Linked DNA regions of Danio rerio: region 2 is linked to region 1. A link is a contact called in public Hi-C data. All regions are on one chromosome and are shown on one strand. The core of a region is the stretch at or near the end of the contact, and the rest is flanking DNA. Distances in the headings are between cores, read along the strand shown.

Region 1 (6,959 bases), core at 4,179-6,678:
CTTGGGTCCAAATAAACTGAAGATGAGCTCTTTTAACTTCTCCCCAGCCTCCTGCTGGCCTGCAGGTACACACACTAGTGGATGCAGCTCTCTCATTGGCTGCAGGTGATCATCAATGTTATTTTTAGTGAATGGCTGACAGCTGCAGATATTCAGCACGCCGACTCACCGGCGATTCTCTCATATCGCATCCTTGATAGTTCACACTGTGTGATTGACACACACATGAACGAGCACCAGTTTGTAGTAAAAATACTATGCTGCTCTGCATATTAGAAATCTTTTATGAATTTGATGTAATTGTTTCTTGGCCTCCTCTTAAATTAAGGCTGCACGATATTGAGAAGAAAACACACATTGCGATATTTTGATTTGCTGCGATTTTATAGTGCAATATTTCACAAGATAACTTACTATCTTAATATATATGCTTCTGCATGAAATATGATAGACAAATTACAAGCAGAGGTAGAGCAAATATACAAATGAAGGAGTCTAACAGGAGACAGGTACAGAAATAATCAAATGTACAATAATGCTGTATAGTCTTTATTGTGAATATGCAGGTAGGGCTGCACGATTCTGGCAAAAATGTGAATCACAATTTTTTTTGCTTAAAATCAAGATCAGGATTTTCTCATGATTCTGTTGATGTAAAATAAAGGTTAATATGATTAGCCTATTATTATTGTTAATTCTCAAACACATGGTAAAACAACACTATTAATATTAGCCATATGTGTAGCTTTACTGTTGCTTAAAATGCTAAATGTTGTATAGACATTATGGCGGACTTGAACAGACTTTCAATATGTCCTGTTCGTTAATTCACAGTAAAATGAAGACATCAGAATACAACTATTCATAATTATAAAGTTGATTTCTTATGTTTGAGACATGTGCTTGTCATGTCATTGACAACATTATTAGAGCATTTGTTTTCACTGGTGAAATCAGACATTAGTCATCATCAGACTTCTTCTTGCATTATATTTCGCATTATAGGGTAGAGTTGTTATACTGACACAGTAAACATTTATTTTCATGCACAACACTTTGTGTTCGCTATGAAAGAAAAAGCATTTCAAAGGCTTGTTGTAATCATAACTCTAAAATGCCAGCCTGATCTCACGAGAAAACGTTAAGTATTTTACGTTTTGCCAGTTTTGTGGCTAATTCGTACAAAGTCGTACGAGTTCAGTCGTACGAAATTGTACGATTTTAAAAAGGAGATGTGGCACCTAACCCCACCCCTAAACCCAACCATCAATGGGGGATGAGCAAATCATACTAAAATGTACAAATTAGATCATTCGAATTAGCCACTAAATGAAAAAGTTACGAATTGCCGTGAGATTGTGTTGAAAATGCCATATGGTAATTTTAATGTGCGCACTAAGGGTGTCATCGAAATCTATCAAAATTTATGCTTAATTTTATTCGATTATCGAATCAAAAAATAGAATCGTCGATGCTGCCACGCCCCCATGTCACGTCAGCTTGGCTTGCCAAGCAGGGAAAAAAAGACGCTTGCGAAGTGCTTGTTAAACTGTGCAGACGCAGGAGACCCGTCGACAGAGCTTAAAACCCTCTCCTCTTTCAATGAAGTCGCTGGTGTGGAAGCATTTGGGATTTCCAATGAGTTACGTTGACAACGTTCGTGTTGTCGACAAAAAAAAAAACACAGTTTGCAAGCTCTGCTATGTATGTATTAGGGTTTGTCCGATAGACAATACCGGCATCCCGCTCCTCCGCCCGTTTCCGTTGCAAATGATTGACAGGTGGTAATTATGTGTGTAACTTGCCTTTAATAATTTACTGTATGAGTTGTTTATGGGTAAAACAAAGACAGTGCAGGTCAGGTAGTTTAAACGGTAAGCTACAAATAATTAATTCGTTATTAATTAGTTAATTATTCATAATTGAAAATCGAATCGAACCGTGACCTTAGAATCGAAAATGTAATCGAATCGAGGATTTGGAGGATCGTGACACCCTTAGTGCGCACAGGTTTCACTTCCTCTTCCGAGTGCGGCTCATGGCTCATGTCACTGTGAGGAAAACACACACATGCAAATCAAACCTCCCGCACGGCCCTTAAACGATCGCTCTGTCAACAAACTGACTGTTAATTACAACTTTATTACCTGTTATTCACAGCCTATGCAGCTTCAGTTCACTAAAGTAGCCATCATAGACGCACACACATGCGTTCTCGGAGTAAACGAACAGCTCGTGGTCAGCTCACGTGTGATTTTGCGGCCGTGAATACATCATTACATGAAGACAAATGACATTTTTTGGTGAATTATACCCTTTAAATACAGTATGTGACACTTTTAACGCCTTTTGAAGGTGTCGGGGTTGCTGTGAAGACTGCCTTGCTTCTCTCCTGACCTTGAGAATATAATTGGCTCAATCATAGAAAGCTGAATTAAGATGGAGTGTAGGGTCCAATCCAGACCGGGATCTTTTTCCATTAATCATGCAGCTCCAAATGCAGGGGGTGCAGTAGGTAGCACAATTGCCTCACAGCAAGAAGGTTGCTAGTTCGAGCCTCGGCTGGGTCATTTCTGTGTGGAGTTTGCATGTTCTCCCCATGTTGGGCGCATTAGAAATAAAGATGCATTGCATTGATGCACAATAATGATGTGTGTACTGTTAAAAAAGCTGATTCGGACTCTGGGAAAGGGAAGTTAATGTGAGTTTGCTGTTGTAATGATGGCCTGATTTGCGGATGCCGCTGATGTTTTGTAGCTCATGATTATGAAAGCTCATCCCGTTCTCAGACATGCGCTTCTACTGTATATCTTGTCAGCGTGCAGCAGAAATGAGCAGTGTATGTAGCGGCAATTGTTCATTTTAATTGTAAAAACAGAGCATTTAAAGCAATAGTTCAGGCAGATGCGAGGCAATTTGCATTTAATTTGCCGCTGTCTGGAATTTCCTGATGCCTTCGCGATATTGAAATGCAGCGAGGAAAAAACTGTGAGTTGTCGGGCAGGCGGCGAAAGCGAGATTCGGGCATGAAGCAATTAACTGTGAGGCTTGTAACCTGCCAGAATCGCTCTCGCTAAGTGATTTCATCTCTGTCAAAAAAGCCCGGATTAATCTGAGTGATACTTTTCATTTAGTTAGCATCAAAACAGCATTTTCTTTAGCGGTCCATATGGGGGTCTGTTGCAAGGTATGTCATTAAACTCCTGCAACCAGATGTTTCCTACAGCCACACCATTATCTATGCAAATTTATTCATTAAACGGTTTAATTGTGCCGATGATTGACAGCCGGCGGCGTTATTATGGGGGAATGTTATGGAGCCGGGCTAATAATGCTTTAGTCTTATTAACTCTGAGTATAAGCAGGATCTTGTGTAGATTAACCTCCGCTAATGTTGTGTTGCTGAAGATGCCCACCCTGGTGACAGGTATACTGCTTTATTTGGAGACCAGGAGCCATTACTGATCCCAAATTATCGAGTTTATGAGGAGGATGCTAATGATCGTGGCGCGCCGGCGAGGCCTGACCTCAAACAGAACAAAATTGATGTCCCTCTGAGAGATTGAGGAGACCATTTAAAGAGTGATATGCAATGCAAACGCATCTATTTCAATTAAAAGTTGTGTTGATGTAAAGCAATCTGGGCCGATCAGCTGTTCTGAGAGCAGAATTACAGACTTTATAGTTAGTTTACACACCTAGGGCCGCCCTAATCCACTTTCTGACACTGCTGTAATGGCCTCATTAACCTTCTCAGGCTGATTGTTTTACATTTACTTTTGGATTTAGGATGGAGACGCTCAAATAAAAACATTATTTTTATGTGTACAGGATTTTGTTTTCGAGAGATTGAGTAGATGATTTAAAGAGTAATATGCAATGCAAACGCATCTATTTCAATTAAAAGTTGTGTTGATGTAAAGCAATCTGGGCCGATCAGCTGTTCTGAGAGCAGAATTAGAGACTTTAGTTTGTTTTCACATCTCAGGCAGCGGTAATCTACTTTCGGATTTAGGGTAGAGACATTAAATTAAAAACATTTTTACGTTCAATATTTACAGTTGAATTATTAGCCCCCTGAATTATTATCGCCCCTGTTTATTTTTTCCCCAATTTCTGTTTAATGGAGGGAAGATTGTTTCAGCACATTTCTGAGCATAATAGTGTTAATAACTCATTTCTAATAACTGATTTATTTTCTCTTTGTCATGATGACAGTAAATGATATTAGACTTGATATTCTTCAAGACACTTCTATACAGCTTAAAGTGACATGTAAAGGCTTCACTGGGTTAATTAGGTTAACTAGGCAGGTTAGGGTAATTGGGCAAGTTATTGTGAAACAATGGTTTGTTCTGGAGACAATAAAAAAAAAATAGCTTAAAGGGGCTAATAATTTTGTCCCAATATTAATAACTGTTTTTATTCTAGCCAAAGTAAAACAAAGAAGACGTTTTCCAGAAGAAAATATATTATCAGACATACTGTGAAAATGTCCTTGCTCTGTTAAACATCATTTGGGAAATATTTAAGAAAAGAAGAAAAAAATCAAAGGGGGCGAATAATTCTGACTTCAACTGTATGTGTTTATAGGTAACTGTCCAGTTATTAAGCCACAGTTAAAAACCATTTCATAAACTATACGGTAAATAAATGTCAGTTGTGGTTGCCAGAATTTTACTATTAAAAAATGTGGTAAAAACCATCAAATAGTTTTCTAAATTTTACAGGAAACGACTGTATTTAATTAGTGTATAGTATTACACACACCAGTGTTTTAAAGTACTAACACTACACATCATATATATTTTGATGATCAACAGTACGATGACAGATCGTCTCTCTTAATCTCAACAAGGTAAACCAGCAGCAGTGCAGAACACAGGATGATCTGCTGTCATGACTTTACAGCCAATAAATGTGATTATAATGGAAGTCAATAGAGCAAACACAGCAGCAACAGAACCAGAGGAGTCAATCTGATAATCTGATGATGAGTTATGAACATTTTCCCAAAACATGAATCAGATTATTCAGCAGAAATCATCACATTTGCTGAAACACAGAGAAAGATGAGGACAAATGAAGACTCAACATCAACCCAGAGTGGAGGAAAACAACCCAACAGCACACACGGGTTAATCACTGCAATGCAGATGCTTGAAGGTTTAATGCAGGAAAATATATTGTCTTTATTTACTGAGAAATAATATGTGTACAATAAAAAGTGTGTATAAAGTAGAGTGTGTGTGCTCATGTGCACTATATAGTGTGTTTCTCAGTCTGCTCTTATTAGCGCGGCTCCTGACAGGCTGCCTCCGGGCGCGGGTGTGAGGGCTGAATCCTCCTCCTCAGGATGTTGTTTTAGCTCTGGAAGTGTCCCGGTGCGCCGCTCACACACCCTCTGTGTGAGAAATGTGCGCAGGCAGGAAATAGAGAGTGTGTCATACAGGAAGTGGAGGCTTTCCGGCTCTCATTCATAACAGCGCTCGGGCCCCCAGCATCAACATGATTGATCCGCAGCCGCCCTCGACCACACTTTATCATTCAAGCAGAGCAAACGCTGGGTCGTTTTCAACGCTTCAATGCAAATTATAACACGACCCAGACCTGAGCGCGCGGTTCTGCAGTGTGTTTCCCAGCCCGCGGGGCTGGAGTGCAGTATAGTGCGGTCCCTTATGTGGCTTTACTCTTTCCACACACTTAAATCTGCCTCTGAACGCACAATTACTGCATTTCACATGTCATGTTACAGTGATGCAACAATTTCAGCCCTTATACTGTTCCTACTGTCCCAGGTGATTAGGTGCTCAGTTAAGTTTACATTTACATTTAGCAGATGCTTTTATCCAAAGCGACTTACAAATGAGGACAAGGAAGCAATTTACACAACTATAAGAGCAACAATGAAGAAGTGCTGTAGGCGAGTTTCAGGTGTGCAAAGTGTAAGAAGCAAAAACATTAGTATTTATTTATTTATTTTTTCTGTAGTACAGTGGTATATCCAGAGAGGCAATTGCAGATCAGGAAGGAAAGTGGAGACTAAATAGTTGAGTTTTTAGTGGTTTCTTGAAGACAGCGAGTGACTCTGCTGTTCTGATGCAGTTAGGGAGTTCATTCCACCAACTGGGCAGATTGAGCGCGAGAGTTCGGGAAAGTGATTTCTTCCCTCTTTGGGATGGAACCACGAGGCGACGTTCATTCACAGAACGCAAGTTTCTGGAGGACACATAGATCTGCAGAAGTGAGAGCAGATAAGAAGGAGCAAAGCCAGAAGTCACTTTGTAAGCAAACATCAGAGCTTTGAATTTGATGCAAGCAGCAACTGGCAGCCAGTGCAAACGGATGAGCAGCGGAGTGACATGTGCTCTTTTAGCTTCATTAAAGACCACTCGTGCTGCTGCGTTCTGAAGCACCTGAAGAGGTTTGATAGAGTTAGCTGGAAGCCCGGCTAGTAGAGAGTTGCAATAGTCCAGTCTGGAGAGAACAAGAGCTTGAACAAGGAGTTGAGCTGCATGTTCAGATAGAAAGGGTCGGACATTTCTGATGTTGTAGAGTGTGAATCTGCACGATCGAGCAGTTCTAGAAATGTAGTCAGAGAAGTTTAGTTGGTCATCAATCGTAATGCATGCTGTAAAGGAACTCTTAAGTTGACTTTACCTAAAGAAAATGAGTAAACACATGAGCTTAAAATGAAGCAGTGCGAAATTATAAAAAGCCAACTAACTGCTTTTCACAGCATGCATCATGTTACAGTTGTGCAAAAACTACATTTATACAGTTTTTATTGTAAAAGGTAATGTTATTTTGCTTTTTTGGATTTTATCTACTGGGCTGATCGGGCCGGTGGTTGAGATTGTTAGGCCCAATCCCAATTCTATTTTTGTACCCTTTGTACCCTTCAAAATTTAACCTTAAGAATTGTGACAGCACTACAGCACCTGCACACGTCATCATAC
Region 2 (6,554 bases), core at 1,059-3,558, 380 kb before region 1:
CAGCCTCTCTCTCTCTCACACACACACACACACACACAGCTCCAGCATCCTCACTGTACTGCTTTACACACCGCTCAGACTAGAGCTGTACTAGTGAGTGACTCTGGTGTTGTGTGTAAACATGCTCTACATCTCCTGCTGCGTGTGTAAACATGCGTCTGCATAACACACACACACACACACACACACCTTGCTGGGGTGGATGCCCACATGGACTGTGGTTCCGTTGGCCTTCTCCCGCTGCACGCGCTCGATGTAGATCACGTACTTCTTCCTGTAGACCTGCACCACTTTACCGATCTGCTGGCCTTTGTAGTGTCCCCGAACCACCTGCACACACAGACGCGTCAAACACACTGATGTACACACACACACACCCCTATACACACCACACCAGCGCGCGCTCTGACCTGGACCTCGTCGTCCTTGCGGATGGGCATGGAGCGCACGTTGTATTTCTGCCGCAGCTCTTTGGACAGTGGAGACGACATGATCTTCCTGCGGATGTGGGACGGCGCGTTGAAGTGGCGCTTACGGTTCTTGCGCCGGGAGGACGTCACAAACGTGTTCAGCTTCATGATGGCTGACGGAGAAACACACAACAATGTTAATGTTAACAGCGGCCGGAGATTATTCATCCTAAATAAAGGTTCGATATGTTTACAGAAAGACACATGCATATGAGAAGTATTCATATTTACATATCTAATATGGACAGAACAGATCAATCAAATGTTTACGCAAATAATCGTCTGGTATTGTCGTTTTTATGCATATTTATCTCCCATGTTAAGATATATATAAAAACATTTCTTATGTCAAAACAAACTCTTATTTTGGATGCAATTAAATCATGATTCCAGCATTAATGATAATTATATTGAGGTTAAACCTCTCTCAGTGTCCACTGGGCCAATCTTAAGTCATTTTAGTTCAATATTTAATTAGAAACTGTCATGTGTGATAGTCAATTTATTATTGTTCATCAGTGCCTGTGTTTATGATTATACAGCAACTCATCAATCGCCATAAACACATTCAGAACACAAAATAACATGCAGACGTCTGTAATGCAGCATCACTTGTGAATCAGCACTTTTCTAGTCTGCAGGGGGGAAATGGAGTTCAAGTTTTCTACACTTGTTAGTAAACATTGTGAAAAAGCAGACGACAGACAGACACTGTCCACACTACAACTATTACACATTAATTAAACAGAGCGTGCACACACACACACCCCCGATCATCTGCTCAGATCTGACTCGCTTTGCACATTTATGAGTTTGTTGAACTGAAGATATTGTGAAGAATGCTGTAAACCGGTAACCATTGACTTCCATTGTGTTTGTTTTCTACAATGGAGGCCAATGGTTACTGATCTTCAGCATTCTTCAAAATATCTTCTTTGCTGTTTAACAGAAGTAACTCATGATATATTAGTGTTCACTTTAGAGTGATTAGTGAGTTAGTGTTCAGCAGATTTCAGCACACACACACACAAGCTTCGAGTCAGAATGAAGCGGGGTGTGTGTGTCAAAACGGTCCCATACTGACATGTTCATCACTTCATTAATACTTTATATATATATATATACACACACACACTTGATACCCAATGTATCATGTTGAATTCAGGACACTGTTGTACACACTGTAGGACTAACAAAGGCACGTTTCTGTAACACACACTAGCCTTACAGTCCACAACACTTCTCTCTCTCTCACACACACACTGCTGTAGTCTAAACTACCTACACACAATAAACGTGCAAGACTAGCAGACATGTTCTCTCTCACACACAGCTATACACAACACAAACACACTTAATCCGTTACACAGCACGCGTTTCAAACACACACTCACTTCGGGGCTCGACCCGGACTCGTGTCTCTCATACACACACACAGTTTGTGCTATTCTTCCTGAACACTCCACACACACACACACACTCTCTCTCTCTCTCTCTCTGATCAGTGTTGTGTTGGATGATGATGATGATGATGTGATCTCTGCATGCTGAAGCGCGCTTTTACACTGTGTGTGTGTGTGTGTGTTTAGTGTCGTTTGGCGCTGTTTTGTGGAGTCGGGAGCGCGACTGAACTTTAGCGGCTCAATGACGCCTCATATCGCGTCGTATGACTGAAATAACGGTTTTACAGCGAACACACACATGCTGCGGGTTAACAGAGCGAGTCTGAAACACCGATGCCCGTAAATCCGCGCGGATGGCGGAGGATAAGATAAAAACACCGGCGATCTGCGCTTACCCTGCCGACCTGTCACGATGGCCGCCGGAAAAGAGACTCGAGAACTACTTCCGCCAGAATTAGTGGAGCCGCAAGTCTCGCGAGATCACAGGGGTGAGGCGGGATTTCCGCCAGCGGAGAGAGAAGAAGGTATTAAAAAATATAAATATCAAATATGCTAATAGAATATTCAGTCCAGCTGTGAGTCACTAATGAACAGCAGATTAATAAATCAATATAATAACAACATTCACACGGGGCGAGTAATTAAAGGGACAGTTCCCTCAAACACTGATCCCCCGTCATCATCAGTCACTCACTCACAGACAGAAGCCGGTAACCATCGACTTCCACAGCGAATATGAGCGAGAGCAGCCCTCACACATCTCACAGCTCTGCAGTATTATATGTGTGCATATACAGTAGATTAGTCAGTGCTGAAGCCAAATCTGACATAATAACTGACGAAAACCCTCCAAACACTAGCACAGACACATGTATATGACACAGAAAATATTCAATACACATTAAAAAAGGAGGAAAAATCAAGAGAAACAAAAAACTGGAGAAATTTAGTGGATATTTTGTAGGTTTAATATGTATTTCAATATTTAGCTTAAATTTAATCACATTATCTTTGAATTTCTAAAGATGTTTGGTCACTAAAATATAATTTTTTAAAAATATATCTGTTAAGTAAATCTGTTTTGTTCAAACGCACTGAAACACATCGCCTATATTCACTGAGAAATGGAGGAACATATTCAGAATGGAGTACTGCACTGTACATCTTACTGTATAAGTCAATGGTTACCGGTTTCAGCAGTGTCTTCATTAGTCTTCATAAAGCTCTATCATCATATCATACTGAGCAAATTTACATTCATGGGTAAATTAATTACTATTCAGTTACCAGTCATTAGCAGGCTCTATTAGAGATGGGTCTGGCTGCACACCTGGTGCAGTGCAATCTGAGCTGCATCCAATGCTTTTTAATGCGCTCACCTAACCCCGCCCCTAACCCTACCCATCACAGTGACGTCACTCACTCCACTGAGTGCATTGTGTCTGAGCGATGCAGTCTCAGCTTGCATTATAAAGGCTGCATCCAGATACTATTGCTCCATTATGCGTTTGCTGTATTTCTGAGGTGTGATTTACTCCTCAGACATCTTTAAGATGATCAGCAGGATTGAATTAGATTATAATTACTTAAACCGACCATTAACCAGCGGGTTATTAACATTTAGCTAATAAACAACCATAATAATAAACACAAGCAGAGAACTACAATAATCACAGTGAGTCTGCATTAAACTGCACACATCATCATACGTCATCACCATCTCCTGCTGCATGTGAGATGAGGCGATGGCGACTGCTGAAGGCAGATATCATGTTATCATCACGATATAATGTGGTGATTAGATCATAACTGTACTGTGCATTATCACAGTGGCCATATTCACCATGTAAACACAAGAAAACAGCACTAACATTATAGCAGACACTAACAGCTCAATCTCAGACACCAGACTCTTCTGACAGGGGGGTCGAGTGTTATTGAGTGTCAGGATGTTGTGGGACTGCTGAACACGAGTTATTATTGGTTATTTTAGCAGGGTTTTTTTAAAGCATGACAGTAAAACATGAGTGTGGTTATGAATTTATTAAACATGTGCTTGTTTGTTGTAATAATTCATAATAATGACGGAATATACTCATTAGTGGATCTCCTGGCGTCGGTGTGCAGCTGTCCTGCTGTTGTGGATGGGGTATTCTGGGAAATGTTCTTACCTCTTGGTTTCCAGTGTGGTCCTGAAATGTCTTTGTGCAAAGGACTATTCACCCCTTCCCCTGAGCCCCAAGCCTGCAAGCTGAAGAGAATTGGGACAGCCCTGACCCTTCACAGGAGCACACAGAACAAGGGTTAGGGGTGAGGGGAAGGGCTGAGGGGGAGAATCGGGACTGGCCCAAATGACTGACAGAGCTGCAGGTTATTCTGTATTAGGAATATTTTACATGTTTAAAAGTAACTTCAAAGTAAAGTAATTAGTAATCTGACGACTGTTTACGTGAAGTCATTAGTAATGTAATCAGATTTCTAATCAGTCATTTGTAATCGATTACTTTTTAAAAGTAAATGACCCAACACTGATTATCATATAACTCACTTTACTATCAGCAACTTTAATAAATACATATTTAATCAAAGCAAATCACACATATAGTCACATCTTCAGCAGAACGTGTGCTATGATGAGTGAAAAGCGGAGGTGCTGGCTCTTAACATCATACAACAAAATACAACAACACACTCCCCCCCTATAAAAACAGGACAATATGTACAATGAATAGGGTTACTATTTTAATTTATTACTAGTTTATTTATTTTCTTTAGTAATTTATTCAGTCATAAATGTATTTTTATTTATCACTGGTTTATTTATTTTAGTTATTTTATTTTGTACTAGTTTTCATGTAATGATCAAATGTTTGTGAATGCTCAGTTCTTCAGTCTGTCGCCCTCTGCTGGTCACTCTGCACAGTGGCTGCTATTGTGTTAGCTGAACAGCTGAAAGTCACTGCTGCTCTGCATGAGTAAATACACCACTGCTGGCTTTGTTTGTGCCCATGGACTGGCATCTTCCCTGTGTGTGTGTGTGTGTGTGTGTGTGTGTGTGTGTGTGTGTGTGTGTGTGTGTGTGTGTGTGTGTGTGTGTGTGTGTGTCAGGTAATACTATAGTACTGTTTCAGCGCTAGATGAATAGAGTGAACATTAAACAATATTGACCAGCAGATGGCGCTGCCACATCACCATCTCCTCCTCCTCCTCCTCCTCATCATCATCATCATCATCATGAGGAGGATTGTCAGAATATAATAACTCTTTTCTACACTAGCTGATCTCTCACTTTTCTCTTTATTTAACTTTTCTTTTTGTGCTAAAAATAGAGATTTGATTTCTAGTTTTCCATGTTGTGCTTGATCTCTCTCTGTGTCCTTCTCATCAAACCCCTCTGGCTCCTATGAGGAGCACACGATGCCCACAGCTCTGACAGCAGCAAACACCGCTGACAGCAGCAACACACATGCGCTAATAGGGGAACTGATCATCTACACTGGCCGTAGTGTATGAGTGTGTGTGTGTGTGTGTGTGTGTGTGTGAATGAGTGTGTATGGGTGTTTCCCAGTGATGGGTTGCAGCTAGAAGGGCATCCGCTGTGTAAAACATATGCTGGAATAGTTGGCGGTTCATTCCGCTGTGGCCATTTCTGGTTAATTAAGGGACTAAGATGAAGAGAAATGAATGAATATGAAGGAGGAAGATGGAGGAAGCTGGAGGATGAAGGAGGAGGGTGGAAAATGCAGGAAGCTGAGGAGGATGGAGGAGGATGGAAGTGGAAGCAGGGATGTGGAGGAAGGCAGTAGGAGCAGGAGGGTGGAGTATGGGGTGTGTCCTGCTGTCAGCTGTGCTCTCTCACGGCTGTTCTCAGATCAGTCCTGCAGCTCCACTAATGGGATTCTCCTGCAGATTAGGCTGTGTGTTGGGGGGGTTTCAGGCCCGGGGACTCTACAGGGGCTTGTTAGAGCTCCAGCAGCGTCAGTCTCCAGACTCTCAATATTAAAATATTCATCAGTGGAGTGCAGACATGCCAGACACTGAACCCTAGAGACACCAGCTCGTCCTCCTGCTTATAAGGGCTTCAACTACAGTAGTGTGTGTGTGTGTGTGTGTGTGTGTGTGTGTGTGTGTGTGTGTGTATCTCCAGCAGCCTCTGATGCTCAGCATGAGTGAGTTGTGTTTGTTCTAATCAGACTTGATGCAGAAGCACTGTGATTGGCATTCTCCTGCTGTACGTGTCATCAGAGGGGGAAAGCCCCGCCCACTAGTCTTCATCTCATTAGCATGTCCAGCAGCCCTGAGTGAGAAGCAGCCGTCTGTTCATTATCCATTAGAGTGTGCTGAAGATGATGTCAGCATAGACTAAGAGGATTATAGATGTGGAGTTCAAGATCAACATAGACTGACAGAAGCATCAAGCACACACACACACACACACACACACACACACACACACACAAACATACACACATGACAAGCACTCACAACACACACACTGCTGCTTTACATCTGTCACTATGCATATGTAGCTCCGCCCTCTTCTGAATCTCATTTGCATTTAAAGTGACAGTCACTGAAACCCCACATGCAGGATCACAGCCTGAAGGGTCCGCTTCAGAGAGCTGCACTCTGACAAGCACTGAGGACTTTATTTAACCCAATAGTTGAGTGGTTAAACACA

Evidence for each region. Hi-C and Micro-C count contacts between places; a contact is called where the count stands out from the background.
Region 2: a Hi-C map of embryo shows a contact between it and region 1, with 5 times the contacts expected there. The contact joins the promoter of rpl26 here to the enhancer-like site in region 1. A contact is called at or near these places in 2 of 18 Hi-C or Micro-C datasets (caudal fin and embryo).

What each region holds. Positions count from the first base shown.
Region 1 is chr14:58,271,775-58,278,733 of GRCz12tu, reverse strand. All of the region lies in intron 1 of LOC141377622 (a long non-coding RNA gene), which reads left to right. Among named protein-coding and RNA genes, the nearest start is that of cpxm1b, 110 kb to the left of the region's middle. Within about 2 kb of position 5,428, at least 19 of the 62 cell types and tissues checked have an H3K27ac peak or open chromatin away from gene starts, as enhancers often do.
Region 2 is chr14:58,645,604-58,652,157 of GRCz12tu, reverse strand. rpl26 (ribosomal protein L26) reads right to left here and starts at 2,308. Exons shown (of 4, transcript NM_213113.2): 1 at 2,269-2,308; 2 at 411-583; 3 at 190-330. The coding sequence starts at 578.